Linked DNA regions of Sus scrofa: regions 1 and 3 are each linked to region 2. The links are chromatin contacts, called in public targeted proximity ligation maps. All regions are on one chromosome and are shown on one strand. The core of a region is the stretch at or near the end of the contact, and the rest is flanking DNA. Distances in the headings are between cores, read along the strand shown. Region 1 overlaps PRRX1 (paired mesoderm homeobox protein 1). Region 2 has its middle 45 kb from the start of METTL11B. Region 3 has its middle 20 kb from the start of PRRX1.

Region 1 (4,281 bases), core at 737-3,236, 390 kb before region 2:
TCATTTCAACCTACCTTGAGAGGTTGTTGTGAGGAATATGTGTTTAAGATGACTGCCAAACACCAACGAAGTATGGGAAATACTATAGATACATGCTGTGGTTTTAAAGCCAGGAAACTTAAGAACATCTCCCTCTCTGCTTTCTAGTCACCCAGAATGCAAATCCCACACATCACAAAACAATTGAGGAGAACTGGGGGGAAATAATACCTGACTCAGTTTTCAGCTCCAACTTTTGTTTTCCATTTGGCGCATTTGGACAAATGATGACAAGCTATGAAAAATTTCATCCCAAAGACAAATCTGTCAGCCCAAGAAGTCTGTGTGTCTTCCTGAGATTCTAGGGCTTTCCCAGCTCGGGATTTTTTAAAAGGCTATCGAGCTTGAGGTTTTCATGACTCTCTCTATATATGTAGAATTTGGAGACCATATCTTTGGTTTGTTCTTTTGTCGGAGGAAGAACGACAGAAGTACACCTCCTTCATCTAAAAAAATTCAATGTGAGTTTTCCTAGGGAAATTTACTTTTAAAGAGAGACCCACAAAATCCTTTTGGAAGTGCTCTTTGGTGATTTAAATAATCATTTCCAACGTCTGTTTTTCAAACTCGGGAGCTGAGTTTTTGAAGTGTATTTAGCTCTTAAAGTGGACAATAGGACCATATTTCATTTGTAAACGTTCAGTTTGCACGGCATATTCAGTGAGACTTCCACCATTTTTTTTTTTTTACTTCCACCATTTTAAAGTTTTTCTTTCTAGAAATATTTTATATTTGAAGGCTTGCCTATTTTCTATCATCTCATGATTTTTGTATTTCTTTTTTGAAATGCACGTTGCTTAAACATAGGTTCCAAATTACCTCGTGAGACATATAATAGGGAAACTATCACTAGCTTGATTTTAGATACAAGGCTACATAAAAGAGTGATGACCCAACTGGCCTGAGTTGCAGCAGCCAGGACAAGAACACAGTTCTTCTGACCTCTGTCCCACATCCTACAGTCATCTAAAACCACACTCTTCAAAGTATGGACCAAGTGTCAACAGCATGGCCCTCACATGGCAGCACGTTAGAGGCACAAATCCCAGGTCCTGCCACAGACTCACTGAATCTGAGTCTGCACCGTAACACGATTCCAGATGATTCACTTGCCCAGTAATCTGTGACGAGCCCTGCTCTAGGCCATCAGACTACTTTAACTCTAAGGACATATTTTCTTACAGCTCTGGTTTCCAATAGGATTCCCCACTTGAGGACCTCACTGCTTTCATTCCTAGGACTGTAAAACCCCACTTTCTTCAACAGAGTTAATTCCCACTTAAACCCTGCCCCCAGCAGCCACCCTCTTTCCCCTCTGACAAGTTACCTTTTCAGTGTCTTCCGTTAGAATCCGTTATGAAGCCCCTCGTGTAAACAACATCTTGGGAGGGACGAGGATCTATTTTTGAAAGTGTGAAAGGGAGAAATGAGCCAAATGCGTTCAGCAGATGTCAGGCAGCACTGTGACCACGATCAAATGAGGGGAGGTGGAGAAGGAGAAGGTTGGGGGGAGGAAAATTGTGGATAAGGATGGCTGGCCTCTCTTTCACTTGTCATTAGTTGTCTTTGAAGCCCAGCCCTCCCTCTGGAAAGGGCACTCCAGACCAATACTGCAGAGCCAGGCCATTCTCTACCTTTCACAGGAAAGGATGTTTCTGCAGAAAAGATTCTTGACTACTTCATCTAAAACAGCAGTCAAAAGTCTAGGACTTGGTTAATCCCTGCTACCCAAGAGGCAAAGCACTACAAGATAATGAGTCTTAATAACTTTGGTGCTTCTGTGTGCTTTCATTTGCTTAAGGAAACAGTTCTAAGCTAAGCAGTGAGCATATGGGCCAAAGACAAGCTTTTTTCAACTGGCTACGGGTAGATAAAGAAGACACCTGCCAGGACAGTAGTGGCCTGTTAGAGAATACTTTGCTCCTCCCAGTGACTCAGTTGCCTGCCTGACATCATCACCTCTAACATGCTCAAGGGAATGAAAGAGGTCAGGACGTGCTATAAATAGAGTGACCCATACATCTCTGTTTGCCAGGGACAATCCCAGTTTATGCCTGTTGTCCTAGTGTCATTATTAATAGTACTCCCCTTTCACTCTCAAAAGTGTCCCAGTTTGAATGATAAATTATACAGCCTCCACTCTGGATATAAAAGACACCCAGAAAAAAAAAAATGTTTTGGCTGTTTCCCATCCCATAATTCTGACCATATGCACGCTATTGCTTTGAGTCTTGGTTTCCTCCTCTCTTCTTCCAGGGGAGAGCTGTGGAAGTCAGCAAACTGACCCTCTGGCAAAACTGTCTGCTCACTGTCCCCGAGTTGCATGACCAAGGCACATCATTTATTCCAGGGGGTGCCTGCACACCCCACAACGTGGACCTCAGCTGCAGGCAGGCCTCACAGATCTGAGACAAAGCCCTGAATCAAACAGGCATGTTTATGTAGTTCTCCAATCTTATACTTTTTACTATTTTTGATATCATATAAGGTTTAATTTGAATGAAAATATGGTTATGTGGCAAATATGTTGGACAGAAAGAGGAATCATGAGCACTGGCTCTAATTCTGCTTGCTGAAGGCTTAAACTTGGGCAAGTGTTCAGTCTCTTCTTTGGAACCAGATCAAGGACAGAGCTGCCACACGGGAGCATCCAAGGATTAACCAAGAGAAATGCCTTTTAATGAACGTCACATGTGAGATAACTACTTTGACATAAGAGTATCAACAGAAATAGCAAGTTCATGTTCCATAACACAAAAAGTGTATCGTTTCTTTTGCTTTTCATCACTTGTTTTTCTTTTATATTTTCTTAACAAGACTTATATTTCCTACCAAGCTTCAAAATGTGAAATCATAATGTATTTTGGTTCTAAACATAGCAGAAAAATCTCCAAGTAACAAAATAGCTTTTGCCACTTTCAGAAATTGATCAAAATATAAACACTTCAGTCAACATTGGGTCAAAAAAAAAACCATTATTATTGATTAAATTACTGCTTAAACCATCATTTTTTCTACTTAAATCTGGAGATTAATTTATTCTTCATACAGAACATGAACAATCAGATTCTATGAAATGTTGAATTATTTTTTACAAACTCTGCCTAAGAGAGAAATGATATAAAAGTATACCATGAACTGAGTAAGAAGTACTAGGTTATATGATTTTAAGTGAAAGGAGCAGAATAAAAAATAGTATTTACACTAAATCTATACTATATAAAATACTGAATTCTAATTGTAAAAATAAACGAACTATCTCAAGGTGGCGCAATTATGAGTGTTTTTAAAAAGTGTATCTAGTTTTTCTACATAATCTTCCAAATTAAAATAGAACACTCCCCCCCCAAAGCACACATAAATTCCATGTTAATAATTTCAGTTAGATTCCCATGTACAAAGTATATATTGAGGCAGGCACTGGGATTTGAATTTCCACTGAGGTCCAGATAATGTAGCCCAATGTAATTAAGGGAGTATTCATCCCCATTCATGCAGTGTACTGCCCTCATCCTCTCACTAGTTAGGACCACATGATAGTCATCTGCCTTATTGGAACTGGTATAAAAAGTTCCTCACTAGGACCCAGGAAGAAAAAGGAGCTAAACTTCCTGGTTGTGACCAAATTCAAACCAGAGACCTTGAAACATCAATCAAGCTCTGAACCACATCCATTTCTGAAGCCATTTAATGAGTCTATGAACTATCAATATTTATCAGAGAAACAAAGCAGTCATCCACTTACTTAAAATATTAAAGAATATGTTATTTCACTATGGTCTTCAAAATGTGTTTTTAATAAATCCTATAAGAGGAGTCTATATTTTAAATAGGACACACAGACATAACTAATCTTGAAATCAGCAAGGCATACTATGTCTGAGAGCTATAGAAATGTCCAATTTCTTTTGTACAGAGTCTCCATGTACTAAGACCAAAGTAATTCACACTAATTTCACAATCGGGAATTTAAAAGAAATTTCCAAATGTATTTATGGTGTTTCTTTCAAGGAATTGATTTGGAATAGGAAGAATATTTAGGTGAGGTTTTTCACTTTGATTAGAGCAACCAACTTTTGAAAAGTATTTGCCTTTCACAAATGTTTCATTTCACATCAGAAGTTTAGCATCAGCTGGGAGATGATCTCCTTTAATTAGTTTAAAACCTCTCTTTCCACCCTTAATTAGCTTTAACAGTTAAAAGGTCAAACAGAAGCATAATAAATGAATTTTTGAATACTT
Region 2 (4,759 bases), core at 782-3,281:
AAGATCCTACCTCTTGGGATTTGACTGTTGTAAAAATCGAATGCCGTAGAGATCACATACACTGCAGTGCACAGTGGTTCATATTAACAGGGCTCCCTGGTGCTTGAAGTTTATATAATTGCTTGCTCTAACTATTTACGGAGGCATTCATTAAAGTATTTGCACATAAAATAAAGAATTGCATGTTCAAAAGCCTGTTCATTCTTCTCTTGTTTTATTGCTACCTAATATAAGAGTAAGTGAAAGTTATTTGCCTAGTATAATAGGCTAAAAACACAAGATATATAAGCTTGTTATTCAGTGTACAGTTTAATTAGAGAGTTGAGAGTTTAGTGGTTGTTTTACTGCTGTAAAAGAGAGGGTTGCTCAACCCTCTAGTTGAAAGTGACCTTTTTCATGGCTACTCAACCTTGGTTTTTCCCTTAGTCATCTAACAAGCTAAAAATAGTAATAGGCAACACATTAAATACCAAGCAACCATTCTAAGTAACATATGTAAATATACACGCACATATATAGATACATATAAAAGTATACACCTCATCACCATCCTATCTGGAGGATAATACTCTTATTACCATCTCCTTTTTACATGTAAACAGATTGAAGCACTGAGAGGCTAAGAAACTAGCCCAGAGTCACAAAGTTAGTAAATAACTAAACCAGACTTCAAACTCAGGCACCTTGACTTCAGACTCCACGCTCTTTAATCCCATTGTGCTGCCTCTTTATAAAGTCCTAAATGCTGAATAAAGTGGTATACTCTGCCTCTATGAAATTATCCTAATTACAGTTATTGCATTGTTTTCTCTAGAAGAATTTTGACTAACAGTACTGTAATTAAATTTCTCCAAGAATTACCACTCACTTGGCCCCAGAGCTATTAAAGTGAGTCTAGTAAGATAATCCCAGATGGGTGGGGAAACTGGAAAATTCTGCAACAAACTGCAGCCAGTTAAAGTCTTGCCCAGCAAGGAGTAAGTCGTCACCACAAAGGACCTTTTTCATGGCTACTCAACCATTCAGGATGATGAATTTCAGGACCCACAGAAGTGCAGAGATAAGGAAGTAAGGCCTGGGGCCTTCCTTTTTTAGAGTCCAGTGTCTTATTGGATGATGGTAAAGAAGGCAGTACCTTCTGAATTTTGAAAGCTGAGTAGGTGCTCACTTAACGACAAAGGGATTCGAGGAACAGAAAAATAACACAGGAAGGAGAAAGCAAGAAATAGCAGGAGTAGAGAGAGTAAAGTTTAAGTAAGAGAGGAGGCTGGCAGGAGCCAGTTCATGGAGGGATTTTGGAATTTAGGAACTTTATTCCCTGTAGCTCTTGGAAGTCAATGAAGGGTTTTGAGTACACGGGTGATAAGTTTAAAATATCAAGGAAGCTATCAAGTTTAGGGAAAAGATTGTGTTTTCATCTTTGGACTTTCTAAGTTTGGGAAACTCAAACTTAGGGAAATCCAGTGGAAATGTTCCATGTACAAATAGATATGAATTCTAGTTTAGAAGGGAGATGTGGGCTAAAAGCAGATATGGGAGACAAGTCCAGGTAGCTAGCAGTTGACCATACATGAGATTTTCCAGGTGACTATATACAAGGACATATATATCCAAGGTTATATGCAGATTTAACTTACTGTACAGCACAGGGAACTATATCCAGTCTCTTGGGATAGAACATGATGAAAGATAATATAAGAAAAAGAATGTATATGTATGTATGACTGGGTCACTTTGCTGTAGAAAAGAAAATGACACAACATTGTAAATCAACTATAATTTTAAAATACCAAGAAAAAAAAATATAGTGATTAGGAACCCAAGGGTCCTTATTTGAGGTGGGGACAGCTGAAGAATGAGCCTGGGGAGAAGTAACAAGTCAGGAGAATTACATGAGCAGGGCATAAGCCAAGGGAGGAGAAAGCATTATTAAAAAGGGTGTGGACAAAGATGTCAGATGTCTCAGAAGGGTCAAATGAGGTAAGGCCTGAAAAACCCTTCCTATTTCAATGGGGTGGCAGGGCCAGCTCTTAAGAGCAAGAGGTGAAAAGTAACATGAGGTTAGGAGATGAAATGAGAGAGCAGGTGGAGAGGACTCTTCCGAGGAAGGAGAGACAGAGGCAGCAACTTAACAACCATTCTGTATTCTGTTCCTTAGTGGCTCAGTTTCTTTAAGGGACTGGGAAGCAGCACTAACTTACATGGCCCTTGTCTCTCTGACAGACTCTTAGAACAGATCAGGGTTAGAGACACCCTCCCAGTTGGAATTTCATTTGAGATTCCAGCAACCAATATTTAAGGTTATCTTCCAAATCCCTAAACTGTGCAACATGACACACTGGACCCTCCTTTGGGACTTATTTATCTAATAGATAATGAATGTCCCATAATGCAGGCCCTAGGTATGTCAGGGACACATTGACTGAACTGAGTCTTTCCATTGTTATAAAAGCCTGGTGATTTCACCAGCTCAAAGGGAATTTTTTTTTTTTTTTTTTTTTTTGCTTTTTGCTTTTAGGGCCACACTTGCAGCCATATGGAGATTCCCAGGCTAGGGATCCAGTAGGAGCTGCAGCCACCAGCCTACACCACAGCCACAGAAATGCAGGAATGGAACCCACATCCTCATGGATCCTAGCCAGGACAATTAACTCCTCATTTATTATTTTTTATTTTATTCTAGAGTTTATTAATAAGTTGAGTTTACAATAATCAGGCAATCTCAGGAATATTAGTTAATACAAAGCTCTTCAAAGGAACCCAAATCTGTAAAGATTTCGCCACTAGTCTTTCACCACATATAAAATTCCATGGTTTATATCTTGACCCCCTCCTTACTTCTGTTGTGACCTTGACGTGTTGCTAACCTCTTAGGATCTCGGCAACCTCATCTGAATAAAAAGGGAATGGGAAAAGAAGCTCAGTAAAACCATATTCTTCTATACCAGGAGTCAGCAAATTTTTTCATTAAAAAGCTGGATAATAATATTTTTGGCTTTGCAGACCATACAGACTCTGTTGCAACTACTCGATTCTGCTGTCATAATGAAAAAGCAGCCACAGACATTATGTAAAAAACAATGAGTGTGGCAGTGTTCCAATAAAACTTTATTTACAAAAACAAACTGGGCTGGATTTGGTCTTCAGGCTGTTCGCCAAATCCTGTTCTAAACATTAAAGTTAAGTCCTTCAATTTATAAAAGTGGACCTCTTAGAATCACCCATTAAAATACTAATATCCCAGAAAAGGTAAATATTACAGCTACAGTCAGCCATTATGTGGTAGAATTTAACTCACATGCTGCATACTCATACACTGCAAATGAGGAAAGCAGAGAAATATAGGGGTTAGTATTTTATGAGAAACAGTCTGGGTTTCTTCAAAAGGTAAGTGAGAAAAATACACTAAGAATTCAGTCAAATATAAAATTTAGTTTGATCAATCATTTAAACCATCTATTTTAGAAGTTAACACCTTTTTCGTGCAAATTCTCATTATCTTTGACAGCCTCCTTCGCCCTGAGTACAGACAATGATGTATGAATTAATGAGGAAGGGGAGGATGACTTGTGGGACCTCAGGGTCCATAAAGGAAGAGCAGGGTCTTCAGAAGCAATACCCCTTCCTTCTTCCTCTGAAATATCATTCAAGTCAACATGACTGCCACCTGCTCTGCTGGCATTCAACAGCTGACTGAGATCTGTGGTCTTGCCATCTAGTCAGTTTTAGCCTGGGCTTGGCAAGGCTCAGAGGTGATCCTGGGCTGACTCTGGCTCACCCCAACTCTTGTTGGCATTAGAGACCTCTCTGAGGTTTGGCTATGTCTATCATCATCAGATCCTGGTATAAGACATCAGCATTGCAACTCTTGCTACAAAACCATTTCACCCCCTCAGTTTCTTAGCCAGATTCTCAGTTCTTTCTGAAGTCTGTCAGTGCACATGGGACCAAGCGTAGCCCAGGAAAAGAGTCTTTCTCCAACTGAGTTTGCTGCATTATCAGGTCAGTGTGACTGTGACCCAGCATGGTTTAAAGCAGCCACTAAAGTGGCCTCCTCCCCAACCCAACTTGTTTCTTGAGTTCCCTTCACCTTACCTCTTGGTTAAGAAGGAGAGAGATGTCTGACTGTCGCTGCTTTACTCTCTCTCTTTTCTTCTCCTTCTCACAATCTCTGAAGTCAAAAGAGGAGTTGACTTTTCCTATACTTTTCCTATACTGCTCATCCATTTTACCCTATTGCTGCCAGGGAGCTGTCTCAATATCTTAGCAGAAGACCTATCTTTTCTATATATATTGGAGGAGTAGTCTCAGAGCAGAAGCTCTTTAGGCTGAGTCATTTGGACAAAAACTTTCTTAATGCCCAGTTGGCTCTCCAGCCTATTTTTTTGGTTCAAAATCAATTTCTCGATTTTGTTTTGTTCAAAATCAATTTCTCATTGAATTTCTTATGCAACAAATTATAATCTCCCCCCAGGTTAATGGATAGATAAATGCATTTGGAGCCCCAGTATGATCTTATGTTCCAAGAGGTAAATGAGGAGTGTATATTTCCAAAGAATCACATCATTGTAATTAACTTCTAAATTTAGTCAATAGGTTTTTCTCTATGAAGACAGCTGAATAAGGGGAGGTTCTTGAAAGAGCTAAGCTCAGGATGGGTTGGTATTAATGCAAAAGAACATGGAGAGGTAGCTGGTAGTATGTCAAGGGAGGCATGCTAGATGTCTAGGGTTTAGGATATGACCATGCAGCAGAGAGA
Region 3 (4,974 bases), core at 1,971-4,470, 310 kb before region 2:
GCATCCCTCTTATCCAGGTGTCCTTTGACATTCATGCAGAGCACAGTGTCTCTGGAGAAACTCAAATGACTGAGAGTGACTTGAATGACTAGAGGACAGAATCATTTGAAGGCTTTTTACATGTCTGGCAATTCCTTTGGGATAACTCAAAGGCTGGATTCAGTTGAGACTGTCAACTGGAACTCCTACTACATGTGACCATCTGGTTTGGGTTTCCTCACAGCATGGAGACCCCAAGGTAGTTGGACTTCTTACTCAATGATCCAAGACTGTGCTCCAAGAGCAAGTGCTCCAGCCACAGGTGGATATTTCATGTCCTTCTATCACCTAGTTTCAAAGTTCCCATGCATCCCATGTTTACTCAAATCAAGGGCAGGGGACATATATCTGACCACTTTACGGGAGAAGTTATCAAAAAATTTGTGGGAATGTCTTAAAAATGGCCCTGCTTGGAGTTCATTTGTGGTACAGAGGGTTAAGGATCCAGTGTTGTTACTGCAGCTGCTTGGATTGTTGCTGTGGCACAGGTTTGATCCCTGACTCTGGAACTTCCACATGTCATGGGTGCAGCCCAAAAAGTAAATAAAAATTTTTAAAAAACTTCTGCCATACTTATTAAAAGTGTTATGAGAGTGAAATGATAACAAAAATGATTAAATAAGATTGTCTAGTTGTGTATTATGGTGTGAGAATGGTATAGAACTTTGATTAGAAAACTGCACTAGAATTAGCTTTACAAATTTAAGAGGTCGTGTAAAGAACACCTGGATTCATTCATTAATTCCAAAAATATTGAGACTACTATGGTGAAAAGATCAAATCCTTGATCTCATGAAACTTACATAGTGATAGTAGGGTAAAGCACATGAAACAGATAATAAAGAAACAAAAGTATTCCACTGATTCTGAAAATGCACGAGATGATTTAAGCCTAAAGAAAACAAATTGTGTTGATAAAGATTTAGCATCTGCTGGGAAATTTAATGCTAGACCAAAAGATCTATAATCATGAGAACATGATACACGAGTTAAATAAATCTGGAAGATCTGCATCAAGATCTAAAAGATGAGGTGACTAAAATTAAGAGTTCAGCAATATTTTCAGGGATCATGGAATATCAAATCATCTTTATTCAAAAGTCATATAAGAGATCAGATTTGGGGCCAATGAAAGGAAATGGAGCCAACCATCAGAAGCAAGTTGTATCTGGAATTTTGAACACTAATGGGATTGATAAGAAAGCAAAGTGAAGTTGCTATAAAATTTCCTTTAGGTCATTAACTGTGTGTTGTGTGTGGAGCTGTCTCAAAGAATAGAGATGGGGCATGACATTAAACACAGCAATACATAAATAACTGAAGAAAGAGGCATAAGAGAGAGAAGTTATTTGCAAGGCATATTACTGTCAAAGAATTAGTACATATGGTATATTAAGAACTCTTACAAATTAATTTTAAAAAATCAAAGAACCCAATGGGAAAATGGGAAAATGGGCAAAAGCTATGAATATGAACATCACAGAAAAGGAAATCAGTCTCACTATAATCGATGACATATAAATAAATAACAAAATAAAATTACAGTATTCTCCTTTAGTAGATGCTTTCTGAACCCAGTGAAGTTTTTGTCTTTTACCTTATGATTTAAATGTTTACTTCTATACATAAAAATTTCGATATTAATGACAGAAAATTCTCCATTTCTCTGCTTTATTTCAAAGTGTACACAATAAGTATGTTTAAAAAAAACCCAAAACAACACAACTTACCCAGCAACAGGTACTTTCTGAAAATACTGTTTCTAACACTCGTTTCTCGTTTGAGTTCTCAATCTTACTCTCTTCTATGCTGTGGTGGGGGATAGGGTTTTTTTTTTTTTTTTTAAATTCTGGTGGGAAATGAATAGCTCTCAGGCTGGGTAAAATTTGAAAAAAATGCTTGTTCATTGTTCTGGATTATGAACTTCATGGTATTTCATTTCCAAAATTATTTAAGCACCTAGTTTCTACTGTGAAGCAGCATCCTAGGATAGAAATGTTGGTTCATCCCTTTGCCAGGTGGACCATAAAAAGACTGTACAAGAACACAAGGCAGCATCCCCCTGGAGCATCTCATGAAAGAGATACCATCCTTAGATGAATTAATATAATGCTTTTGCAAAGGACAAGCTGTTAGCTAAGAGCAGATTTTGTAGCAGTTTAAATGCCAAATCAAATACCCCAGTATTAAAGGGCAGTTCATCTTTTTCCTAACTTATTCCCAACATTCCCAATAGTAACAGCAATTTTGGAAATTGTTTCCTATAAGATTGTGCTCAATTTATCACCAGTAAAGTTTGACTTCTTCTTCTTGGTGACATCACACCCATATCAAGCACTCATGTTTCTGAATAAGCTCAAGGCTTTGGCTGGGGCAACCCCAGCATGCTTTCTGCCAGGCACAATGGAATGCATAACTCACAATGGTTTCCAGATATATCAATTCCCTTCCTGCCTAGGACATTGCATTGCCACATGACCTTTGCCAAGTCACTTCTTTCTGCTCTCCCATAACATAAGTTTGTAATTATGATGATCTCCCTCATAGAAATGTAATGAGAAGCTATTCATAACAAAGACTGTAAAAATTGCAAACGTGATGAGAGAGGCAGATATTAAATGTATGAAAATGATCTAAATTGAATAGCAATGTCCTCCTTGGCACAATGTGTTCTTAAATTTTATTGTAAGGACAACAGTAGCAAGAGTGCCTCATTAAGCCCTTCTGTTAATGGTATCCACTATATATATATATATAGTATTCACATCCACACACACACACACACACACAAAAGAGTATCCACTATATATAAAATGGTATCCACTATATATGTATCATATATATGTGTATATATATATATTTATGATCCCAAATATGGCCTTGGTTTTGAGCTAAATGATATGTGTGTGTGGGGGGGTATGTTTTCATTGTTCTCTTATCAGCTATACAGACTTTTTTTTCTTTCTCCCCAAAACTGAGGTCATTGAGTTAGCTGTAAATTGGCAATGTGATCTTTTTCAGTGCCAGACACATGGCATGTTCTAGTAGCTGTCTGGAATTGGGGCTGGGATCATATTCCCTTCTATCCCCAATATATGTTCCAAACACTTGTGGGTGCACTGAAGGGCAGAGGCTTAAAGAGGTGAGATCAGGCCAGGCTGGCATTCACCCTGTAGGATTCAGGGACAGAGTCATACTTCAAAGTGGTGCGAGGGAGTGATTGACAATGCACCAGGGCTGCTTATGTTAGGTGGTGGGACAGCGGGAGCAAAATAATCTGCCTTAGTACATTTTTTTTTTCAAGTTTCTGTTTATCTTCCATCTGTAGACTCTTTCAGCTGCCTTCATATTTGGATGTGGACATTGAAGTATTGCTGACCAATGCCAGAGTCACAGGAATATCCTGCCGTGCTTTTGATCTTCCCATATGACTGGATTTCCTGAATCATCATGTTACTGTGTGTGCACATATGTGCACACGTGAATCTTCTGGCACATCTCCCAGAAGTGTTAGTCCTGGGACAAAGGGTCCATTGGTGCTTTCAGAATATAATATTGATCACTTTGGCTTTCCTTGGCTCAGAGCCAGACACTTTGTCTTTCACTGCACAAGATGGCTGCCAACTCCATAGTTTCGTCTCATTGTGACAGGGCTGGGCAGAGCGTCCTGAAGAGAAGAATAATGTTTTAAAGGCTTTGAAAAAAAAGGTTGTTTCAAAATGGAACTTTGCGTGTTGCCAGCTATAGGTAGTGCTTTGAATTTGACTCTGGTCTTTTAACCCTTACATTCTGTGGTACATTCTATATTTAATTACATTATTCTATAATTACATTATGGAATTCAGCCAATCAGGGAAGTCAATGAGACAAAATAATTCACTAAGTTTTTCCCCCTATGGTTTTGCACAATTTGCTACCTAGACCACAATTTGGGGTTCAAACTAAATGATATCCAAAGGTCAAATTCACAAAAATAGAGGGAAGAAATCTCCTAAGTTTTCAAAGTGTACTTATCATGTATAGGTTTATGAAATTTATAAAAACAAGTAATTCAGAAAAGAACTTGATGCCAGTTCTTGACCTTTAAATCATAAAAATCTACCTAGATCACTAGACTAGAATAAAAATGTATGATTATTTTCAGGCAGACTTCCTTCACATCAAGAACATGATTATAAATTTCAGACCCATTACAAGCTTCTAGATTACCCAAGAAAGACACACCAGAATCTTATTTTTTTCCTTTTTAACCAAATGTTATGTCTAGGATCTGACCTAAGCAGAAGATAAATTGGCAGTATTCTCTCATTTCTGGACTTCTTATTTTCAGCCCTACTGCCTTCTGCCCACCAAAAATGTGTTGACTGCCTTTTCTCTCTTCTCCTAGGAAGACATTTGCAATTAGTCACAAAATGCCTAAATGTGAATTTATTTCATGTATAAACCTTTCCTGTATTCAATAGAAACAGTTTTTTAAGAGGCCATAAGGAAGGAACACTCATAGTAGACTTTTAGTTCCATGGCATCTGTGAGAGGGAATGTCTGAGAAATGGGCTTTCAGCCTTGCCATGATTTTATTACAGTAGTGAGACCCTGTCCCTTGCTACTGTGGTGTGTTATGCTTTGTTAGGAGCTGAATCAGCTGTTTTCATTAGCCCCTATTTTATTTGACTCCTGATTAATGCTACAGAGCAAATCTTTAATCCAGGCCAAGAATGGAATTTAATCTGAATTCCAAACATTCCAGTTGTAATGGAAAGAGCATATGCTTTGGAATCAGGTAGATACGAGTAAACTTCCTTGTCCTGTCACTTCCCAGCAGTGTGATCTTGGGGAAGGTATTTAACCCCTTTGAACTTCATTACTGATGTATGGAATAAGAAGAATAATACTACTTAGTTAATGGGGTTATTATGAGGTTAAATGAGGTAATGG

Evidence for each region.
Region 1: a targeted proximity ligation map of skeletal muscle shows a contact between it and region 2. A contact is called at or near these places in 1 of 47 Hi-C or Micro-C datasets (skeletal muscle) and 1 of 2 datasets of targeted methods (skeletal muscle).
Region 3: a targeted proximity ligation map of skeletal muscle shows a contact between it and region 2, with 4 times the contacts expected there. A contact is called at or near these places in 1 of 47 Hi-C or Micro-C datasets (embryonic fibroblasts) and 1 of 2 datasets of targeted methods (skeletal muscle).

The regions. Positions count from the first base shown.
Region 1 is chr4:80,435,790-80,440,070 of Sscrofa11.1, forward strand. The region is part of intron 3 of PRRX1 (paired mesoderm homeobox protein 1); the gene reads right to left. All of the region lies in intron 2 of LOC106510093 (a long non-coding RNA gene), which reads left to right. Among named protein-coding and RNA genes, the nearest start is that of PRRX1, 65 kb to the right of the region's middle.
Region 2 is chr4:80,829,975-80,834,733 of Sscrofa11.1, forward strand. No RefSeq gene overlaps it. Among named protein-coding and RNA genes, the nearest start is that of METTL11B, 45 kb to the right of the region's middle.
Region 3 is chr4:80,520,426-80,525,399 of Sscrofa11.1, forward strand. No RefSeq gene overlaps it. Among named protein-coding and RNA genes, the nearest start is that of PRRX1, 20 kb to the left of the region's middle.